Regions from separate parts of the Sus scrofa genome. Here region 1 is linked to region 2. The links are chromatin contacts, called in public Hi-C maps. All regions are on one chromosome and are shown on one strand. The core of a region is the stretch at or near the end of the contact, and the rest is flanking DNA. Distances in the headings are between cores, read along the strand shown. Region 1 overlaps PDZRN3 (E3 ubiquitin-protein ligase PDZRN3). Region 2 holds the start of SHQ1 (protein SHQ1 homolog).

The links. Hi-C and Micro-C count contacts between places; a contact is called where the count stands out from the background.
Region 1: a Hi-C map of mesenteric adipose tissue shows a contact between it and region 2, with 1.9 times the contacts expected there. The contact joins the enhancer-like site here to the promoter of SHQ1 in region 2. A contact is called at or near these places in 4 of 47 Hi-C or Micro-C datasets (embryonic fibroblasts, fetal skeletal muscle, mesenteric adipose tissue and 1 more).

The regions. Positions count from the first base shown.
Region 1 is chr13:54,782,687-54,787,357 of Sscrofa11.1, forward strand. All of the region lies in intron 3 of PDZRN3 (E3 ubiquitin-protein ligase PDZRN3), which reads right to left. Among named protein-coding and RNA genes, the nearest start is that of PDZRN3, 120 kb to the right of the region's middle. Within about 2 kb of position 1,440, at least 29 of the 83 cell types and tissues checked have an H3K27ac peak or open chromatin away from gene starts, as enhancers often do. A contact at or near this core is called in fetal skeletal muscle and mesenteric adipose tissue, where this site is marked.
Region 2 is chr13:54,177,896-54,182,915 of Sscrofa11.1, forward strand. It overlaps SHQ1 (protein SHQ1 homolog), which reads right to left and starts at 2,864. Exons shown (of 11, transcript XM_003132324.6): 1 at 2,585-2,864. The coding sequence starts at 2,727.

The DNA of each region.
Region 1 (4,671 bases), core at 190-2,689, 600 kb after region 2:
TAGGGGTGGGGAGGAGAGGCGCTGCTCTACCAAATGTTTCCTATCAGAGACAAGTATTCTGATTATCAGCAAAACACTAGATGGATGTGCCAGCAACTTGGTCAACGACTGAGCTTGGGGATTCCATAGAATCCATACTACATTCTTTCTGCCTCTTGCCTCCGTCCATTTTCCTGTCTACGAATCTGCTGCCTGGCAATCAGGCATGACTGTAAGGAGTGGATTACTGTGAGAGATGAAATTAGTGCTCTTGTCTTGTCCCGGAACTCCACTCCTAGGTCTCAACCACAGAAGAAATACCAGCATGCATGCACAGGGAGAAATATGCAAGGCAGTTCACAAAAACACAAGACCAGAGTAGCCAACAACCTCGAGATCCAGGAAGAGGGCCATGGAAAATGTGTGTGTGCTCTAGGCTGGGGAAAAGGCCTGGACCAGAGAGAAATCTGAAAGACCCAGAAGTATGAAATACAGTGGGAAAGAACCCAGAGCAGATTCATAGCAGGGCTTGCCCTCTGCACCGGGGAAGGGTCTAGCTGGGGAGTGGGTGGGAGGCGGGTTCAGATCCAAGGAGGGCTTTAGATCTAGATGTAACATTCTACAACTCTAACACGAGACTATGAAGGAAACTGAGTTCAGATAGTCTCACTATATAAATAGAGGAAGAAAAAAAAAACCCTCTGAAAGTGGGTGTGGCAAATGGGACTACTTTTAGAGGGCAGGTGTACAGGTGACTCAATTTCTCCTTTGTGCTTCTCTCTTTTTCATTCTTTACCCTCAATAAAAAAAACACAAACACACCTTTCTCCTGTGGCCTTCTGGATGCCCACCATGAAGAACAAAAGCTACAATGCAAGAGACAAGGGCTAAAGCAGGAAGCAGGTACTGGCTATTTTTCATTTTTGGCTGGTCCACAGCATATGGAGCTCCTGCGCCAGGAATCAGATCTGAGCCAAGGTGTGAACTAAGCTGTCAGTGTGACACCATCAGATCCTTAGCCGCTATGCGGAGCCTGGGGTCAAACCCATATTGCCGTACGTCCAAGATGCTGCCAATCCCGTTGCGCCACAGTGGGAGCTCCCAGGTACTTGCCTCATTCCTTCTTGTTTGTGCCAGAAAAAGGATCCTTCTTTGCAACCCTGCCCCCGCCCCCGCCCCCGAGCCCAGTCCTGGATATCCGCTGATCCTCTTCTGCAGCCAGGGGCCCCTGGGGCTGGCTTTCGGGGTGAATCTGGTTGGATCCCATACTTGGTCTTGCTTGTGTCTTTGAACAGTCTTTGCAGGCAAGTTTTCCACTCTCGGGTTCCAAGTGCTCCAGGCGGTGGGAATGGTTTTGCTGCCAGTCTCCTCTTGAGGCTCGGGGCCTGGGGCAGCTCAGGGATGGAAAGAGAGTGTGGCCCTGTTTCTCACCGCCCCACAGTCCCGGCTGTAGCTTCGGCACACAAAGCGGGTGTTGCTGTAAAAAAGCCGTTCTGCTGGCACTCGGAAAACAAATCTGTAGAGGATCTGAACCAAGGCTCAGCCGCCAAACAGACATCTCATTGTGCTCAGGGTTTCAAAAAGGAGCCCTTCCGAAGTGGGGGCCTTTCAGGCTGACAGTTAAATCACAACGGCCGGTATTTACAGCAACAGCTTCCAACTGTCTGGCCGAATCCATCATATTCCTATTTCACAGAAACCAGGGGTGGTTAACAACACAGAAGCTGGGGGCGACCCGAAAGTAAAGGGCGGGTGAGCCAGAATGTGTGTAAGAAACCAGACCTTCCATACGGCAGGAGTTAACACATGCCTTCGCCTTTCGTAAACAAGTTTTGTTGTTGTTGTTTTTCAATCAAGTGACAAATGTAATAGATCAGAAGACACCCACACAGACAGGTCTTAAGGCAGCTTTATGCTCATTAAATCAAGTCCATTCCTGGAGCACTTTCAGCCGTGGGGGGGCTGGGGGTGGCAAGGAGGTTGCGTGATTCTTAGCTTCTTACTAAAAGCTTGGAAAGCAGAGCTCCGTGGGCCCAGAGCAGCAGCCAACCGTTCCAAATGCAGACAGGAAACACCTGGAACTCTGCGCCACTCGGGCCTGCACTTTACGTTTCAAAACAGAGGATTCTGAATTGTTCATAAATATTTGTCTTGTTTCAATAAAACACTCTTCAACCAGTTTCATAAACCCTCGGTTCAGAAGGCTCAAACATACACGCTACTAGTCGTCCACATTCTTTTAACATTGCATCTATTTATGTGGACGATATTCTGGAAACCTAAAACCCAAAGGAAGGCGTTTAATGGTGTCATAAGGGAATTGCAGGGCTTTTTTTGGGGAGGGGAGGACAAGTTTCCCCATCAATAAAGCCCAAATCATGCTTGTTTTCTGAAAAAGGTTTTTAAAAATACTAAATTGGAGTATAAATTAAACCCAAGTTTCCCTAACTTGCCCATTACAGTAAATAAAACCCAGACAAACCCTTCTAGGGACTTAGAAAAGGCCTTAGTATAACTGACAATTAAACCTCCAGCTATAGGGCAGAGTCAGACCAAGGGCTCTGGAGCCAAACATTCATACCTGCACGTCCATGAACATGTCAAACCCTTTAAAATATTTTAAAAAGCAAGTTTTAGACACTGCAACGAAAATTAACTCGGCTTTCTTGTTGAAAATTCAATTTCTGAAAGCTGTTTTCTTCCTATTTTTACTCTTCCAGATTTTCTACCATGTACGTAGACATGTATTGCTTTCATTTACTGTAAAATGTACTTTGATAATCAGAAAAATGAAAATGTCACACACACGTAGACATAGAGATGGAAGTGATCGGGGAGGAAAGGGAAAAGATGGGACCTGTCCGGAGCCGTTCAGAGATGCTGTGTGTCTCCCCCAGGAGAGCCCTGGGGTGCTGGGAGCACCTATGGAAATTACGAAGGCTGGTTCCAGGGCTGGGACTCTGCAGGGCGGGGGGTGGGGTGGGGGTGGGGGGCTGAGATGAGGCTCCAAGGAAGTACCAGCTGCATCCTTGAACCCAGCTTGCCTGCTGGGGCTCCCTGACTTCCCCCCCTGCAAACTTAGTCCTCCAAAGTTGACAAGAAAATGGAGAGGTTCAGGGTTCTCAAGAATTAAGTGGGAAAGTAGGTCATGAAAATATGAATAAAGACAGCAATGAGTGAGCTACGCTTCTCCTTTCTTCCTTCCTCTTCCTTCCTTTCACTCCTTTCTTTCTTCCTTTTCTCTTTTACTCTTCCTTTTTCTTTCTTCCTTTCTTTCTTTTTTTCTCTCTTCTCTTTCTCTATCTCTTCTATTTCTCTCTTCTCTTTTTAAGAAGTTGCGATTAAAATTCTTCAGTTGGCCATAAACGGCTCACTCTGGTCCAACTGAGAAATTTATCAGCGCTCTGCACCCCCCCACCCAGCACAGCTGATGAAGATTAGGCCTGGCAGTGATAAGAGATTTCATAGAAGCTCTTCGGAACCATAAAAGGCAGTAGTTAGAGGTAATGATAAACTAATTCTGAATACACGGGGCAGCAGACGCTCAGGCTCAGGTTGATGATTAACGTGCTGGACTCTGGCCAGTTAAGAAGTTGTTTAACCAGCGCCCCTGAGAAGCAAACCTGTTAACATTCACATGTCCATAACGACAGCCACTGTTTTCCCTCCATCTACACAGAACTGAACTGCAAGGAAGTTTTCACCTTTCTCTGCCTCAGATCAGGACATTTAACATCCAGGTCCTGAGCTAAGACCTAAGGATGGGGCACTTGAAATTTTCTAGGATCTTGAAATTCGAACAATTGACTGAAGAGGTATGGGTCTCCCGCTAAAAGCAAATATTCTGACCCACAATTGAATGGTAACTGGTAATAGCTTAGCCTGTTGCTTTTCAATGAATCAATTGTTATAACTCTTGAAAATAGATGCCCACAAAATTTAGGCATGCTGATGGGATTATATCTAAAATAAAGGACGAGAGAGAAGAATCCCATTTGTTTCTATATACAAACCCTCTTGTTGGAAACTTCAGAGAGGCCAACTCATATTGAAGGGTCAGACTGCTTTTGACAAACACAGAGAAACTGTTTAAGGACATTTAATCTAATTTTAGGAACAAGGCATCTGAAGAGGGTGATTAGTAATGCGAATGCAAAATCACCTTTGGTGGAGGATAAGCAGGATAAACAAAGGGTTCTTAGAGGCACTGGTGCTGTCTTCTGAGGTAGGAAATGCTGCTTTGATCATGTTGAAAGGCAGATTTAAAAAGAGATTGAAAAGCTAGATCTCCAGGGTAAGAGGTCTGGGTCTGTTTATCCTGCTGAGTTCAAGTTGGAATGAGTGCATGTAAAGGTCTTGGATGACCCTAAACTACTCTTCCTCCTGGCAGGCCTGAGGCAAGTGGCTAATGTAGGCAAATGGACCATAATGAGGTCTGTGTGTAACAATGAAATATAAACCCTTCAAGATTTTGGTTGAAAAGAAGATATGACAAAAGGGGTAGGTTAGCAGACTGGTGTGGTAGGTAGAAGGGGCGTGGTATTTAGGAGATTACTTAGATCTTTTTTTTTTTTTTTTGTCTTTTTGCTATTTCTTTGGGCCGCTTGCGCGGCACATGGAGGTTCCCAGGCTAGGGGTCCAATCAGAGCTGTAGCCACTGGCCTACGCTAGAGCTACAGCAATGCAGGATCC
Region 2 (5,020 bases), core at 1,614-4,113:
CCTTCCTGTCTCAAGTCCAGCTGCCATGTGATTACAACTAAATTAAAGACGTCAGCCAGAAGAGCCAAGCCAAAGTCTTACCAAATTCCTAAGGCATTAAAACCAGGAGAGAGAGTAAATGATTGCTATTTTACACCATTAGGTTTGACTGATTATCTGGCAACAGAAAACTGCAACAGTAGGCCCTCTTAATAAATAATAATACTTACCATTTATTAAATACATACTTAATTACTAGGCTCAGTAATAAGGATTATGCATGCATTATCTCAATCCTCATATCAACTTTTTAAGATCACTAATACTAGCCCCATTTTACAGATCAGGAAACTGAAACTGAATAACTTCTCAAAAGTCACATAACTTTAAGTGTACTGAGACCTATACGTGCCCAACTCCCAAGCCTCTGTTACCCAAGGAATGAATCAGTCTGCACAAAGAATACTCTTTAGGAGTGTGGCTCAGCGGGTTAAGAACCCGACATAGTGTCCATAAGGATGCAGGTCTGATCCCCAGCCTCACACAGTGGGTTAAGAATCCTGCGTTGCTGCAAGCTGCAGTGTAGGTCACACATGCAACTCATATCTGATGTTGCTGTGGCTATAGGGTAGGCCTGCAGCTGCAACTCCGATTTATCCCTTGTCCGGGGAACTTCCATATGCCTCAGGTGAGGCCATAAAAAGAGAAAAGGAAAAAAAAGAAATACTCTTAAAACTGCTTTACATAGAGCCTACTATTTTGTCTTCATCAAAATTCCCAAGTTAAGCAAGTGGCTTTTATTCTGAAATTTTTATTTTATTGTATTTATTTTACAATCTTACCCCATTTAAGATCTTTTTTCTGAGCCTCTGATTAAGCATTTGTAATATGGGCAAGTAACAGAACATACTTTGTAGGCTTATCTTAAAATCAAGTGACACAGTTCACATAAAGACCTAATTTGCAGCTAAAATTCAATAAATGTTGGAGTTCCTGTCGTGGCTCAGTGGTTAACGAATCCACTAGGAACCATGAGGTTTCAGGTTCGATCCCTGGCCTCGCTCAGTGGATTAAGGATCTGGCATTGCCGTGAGCTGTGGCGTAGATTGCATTGCAGACACGGCTCGGATCTCGAGTTGCTGTGGTTGTGGTGTAGGCCAGTGGCTACAGCTCGGATTGGACCCCTAGCCTGGGAACCTCCATATGCCGCAGGAGCAGCCCAAGAAATGGCAAAAAGACAAAATATAAAATAAAATAAAATAAATAAAATAATAAAATAAAATAAATGTTTGCTAACAACATCATCATCATTCTCCCATTCTTCATGTTTTGACTAAAACAGCAAATCTTCAGAAGGGCTTTCCGTAGCCACTTCATATAAATTTAGGCTCCATTTTATTCTTTATCAGTGCTTTTTATTTTCCTTCAGAGAAATCACAACATTTATAGTTATATGTTAACTTGTTCACTTATTGTTTTTCACTTCCCATTAGAATGTAAAATACATAAGACATCACTATATTCCCAATACTGAAAACAGCCTGGAATAAACCAAGAGCTCAATAAATCAGGCAAGGAATGAATAGCATTCATTCCTTGAAGAAACAGCGAAGTGCAATATGCTCAAGGAGATGGATTAAGTTAAGGCCTAATGGATATCCGAGCAAAACTGCTTCAGGCCCAGTGAAGGAACCAGCTTGACTCAAGAGGAATGTTTGTATGGGGAAAAACTACTTGGGCAGGCAAGTACGCTGGAACTACACTTGATAAGAAAGACGAGATTTGAGGGAAATGAGAGAGCAAGATATTGACAATGTTGAGGAAGAATAACCTGGCAGTGTCCTCTGTAAAATGGGTCTAATGTGATAATACCTATTTCCAAAGATGAGAGTCCAGGAAAAATGAGATAATGTACATAAGCACTTAAAGGCACTGCTTGCCCACCACACAGAAGGGGAGTAATAAGTGTTAGCTGTTATCACTGCTGTTACTATTCTGCAAGGGGAAAAATGCAAACAGAGAATTAATTGATGAAGGCCCCTACTGAGGTTGGGGGCCAACAAGCACAATGAAGGGGCAAAATCAAAACGAGAAGGAGCAGACAACGAGGAGGTGGAGCATGAGGCTATTTAGGTCGGGGGTCCAAAGAAGGCGAAAATTTCAGGGAGTAGGGAGCGGCCAGCCAAGAAGGGCCGAGAAAACCGACAAGGACAGGTCAGCTGGGAAGTCAGTGCGCGCCGTCCCAGGGCAAGTAGGACTAACGCAGAGAGAAAATAAAACAGCAAAAGGGACAAGCACTAGGGAGACAGGACAGAAACTGTAAAGTTGATATGGTCCCAAACCTCATGTTATAAAGTGGCTCCGAAATCTCTTCTACGCGGGAATGTAAGAAGATTTAAGAAGAAAATGAGCTTCTGCAGCATTCAGAGCGCAGAGTTCGTTTTCTCAGCACCTGCTGCGGAGACCCCGGTAAAAGGCAGTTATAATGCCGAGAAGTGCTCCCCTTGTTCTTTTAGCCTCCCTCGATAAGCAGTTATCTAACGAGTGAATAAATGAATGAATTCCTGAAACATGCTTTCCCCAGCGCCAGACACCCGGAACTCGCCTGAGAAAGTACGGCTTCGCGTAGAACTTGAAGTCGAGCCCCTCGAAGTAGACGTCAAACTCCGAGACCCGGGCGTAGGGCACGCGGATGGCGATAGTCAGGAAGTCGGGGTCCTGGCTGAGGTCGAACGCCGGGGTCAGCATCACTGCGCCGGACTCGGTTGCCCAGGTCGGTCACTGTCGCAGCAGCCGCGATCCCGCCACTCCAAGTCTCCAAAAAGTCCCCACGCGCCGTTACCCGCTCGGTGAGGCAAGGCGCTTCCGGCTCAAGGCGGAAGTGCTCGTGCGTGGGAGAGGAAGTCCCGCCTCACGCCGATCTCCATAGAGACGGGACGCTGTTAGTGGGGAGGCAGAGTAGGGAAACGGTGAATGGGGCTTAGAAATTGAACCCAGGGCATAGCTTAGAGGAACCCCGGCAAGAGTTCGTCTTAGATGCAACAAGCCTCTGTGAAGGTTCTTAGAGATAATTTTAACAACATTGGCATTGCAGGCAGTGAGTAACTCGTTTGTATCCCTTCTCGCCCACCCTAAGCTGTAACAACCTTGGGAAAGTTACAAAACTTCTCTGTTTCAGATATCTATCTTTTCTATAAAATGAAGGTAGAATTTAGCCTCATAGAGATGATGTGAGGGTAACATGAAATTATTCATGTAAACCTCTAACGACGTACTTGGCAAGTTGTCAGTGCATGGTGTATTGGAGCAGTTACTCAGTAGCCACAGAAGCGTCGTTACTGTGGTTTTTCCCTAGTTCTCACCTGCTTTGTCAACAGTTTCTCTTTCTCTCTCACTCTCCATCTTTCTCTGACGATTTCTCTCTCCTCCCTCTCCTCCCCCGCATCTCTCCTGTTTTGTTTTGTTTTTTTCCTGCCACTTTCTCTCCTCTAATTCCTTATTGAAATAGTTTTCTTGTTTAGAGAACGTCCATCCCACTCAGCTCGTTTAATTAGAGCACGAACGCCAAAGAACACGACTCAAAGAGGTTAAGCAATGTCTTACAGTCATGCATTTTACAATTACCAAAATCCAGAACGTCTGACTCAAACCCTGTTAGTGCCTGCACTGACGAATTGCAATGCCTCGGTACTTTCCTTCCTTTCCTCACATTTAACCTTACACTTATTCGAGGCCCTTTTCTTTTTACCTTCTCTTCCTTTTTCTGTCTTTTGTTTTTTGTTTTTTGTTTTGCCTTTTCTAGGGCCGCTTCCCGCGGCATATGGAGGTTCCCAGGCTAGGGGTGTAATCGGAGCTGTAGCCGCTGGCCTTCGCCACAGCCACAGCACCGCGGGATCGGAGCCGCGTCTGCGACCTACACCACAGCTCACCGCAACGCCAGATCCTTAACCGACTGAGCGAGGCCAGGGATCGAACCCGCAACCTCAGAGTTCCTCGTAGGATTCGTTTAACCACTGCGCCACTAAGGGAACGCCAATCTTCTCTTCTTTGTATTTCCCCTTCTTAGTCTATGCTGTTCATACTTTCCCAATGCCTCTCTCATACCCTCCCTCTTCCCCAGCATATTCCCTTGGCCTTCCTTCTCTCTCATTTTATTTCCTGTTGTTCTACCAGTAACTAGAATAGTCCAGGAAATGTTTTGATTTCCTTATCTTAAATATTAGTGGAAGATGCATCAAAGTCATCTCCGGGGACAGTGGACCAGGTAACCTCAAAAGCCTTGTCAACCTCCAGTGTATGAGTCTTGAAAATTAGGCATCAGACAAGCATATTAAGAAGAGTAAATAAAATTTTAAAATTCAAAATGAAAAAAATCCCTCTGTTTAAACCTGGTGTTTTGAGAAAGGCAAAATAAAAGGTTGTGTGTAAAACAATTTAAAGAGTGCTCTTTACATATTCATCCATTCCTTGGGAGTAGACAGATTAACTGAATTGATGAATAGTCACTATGTCACAGCACCACACCATATCCTTTACAATGATCTCACTATCAGACAGCTCAATGAACTGGGCATTATGTATCTCATGGTTTGCCCAGGATTTCAAGGCTAGTGAATGGTGCAATGGGATTTAAAATCCAGATGAGTCTGATCTAAAATACTACAGATCTGTCTCCCTCTAATATTACTAGCTATGCCCCTTGTTTCACATTGTGAGCACAAGCCTCCTTGCTTTAGACCATACTGAGCCTTACAAATAATAGGCACTCAATATTAAAAATGAATTGATACAAATTTGGAATTAGTAAAGCCTTCAAAAAGTCCCTTGAGAAGGCCTTTGGCTGGATTGTTCCAAATTAGTGTCTCTAAAATGAATCTTTTTATCTACCATGGGACCTCATTCCTGCAGATTCACTAGCATTAATATTTTTAAATTATTAATGCCAAAGAATTGAGACTGAAGCTATGCATGAAGAAACACTATTTGAAAGCACGTTGCAAAGTAGAGCTATGCACTTCCTGGTTATTTCACTCTTTGCTTG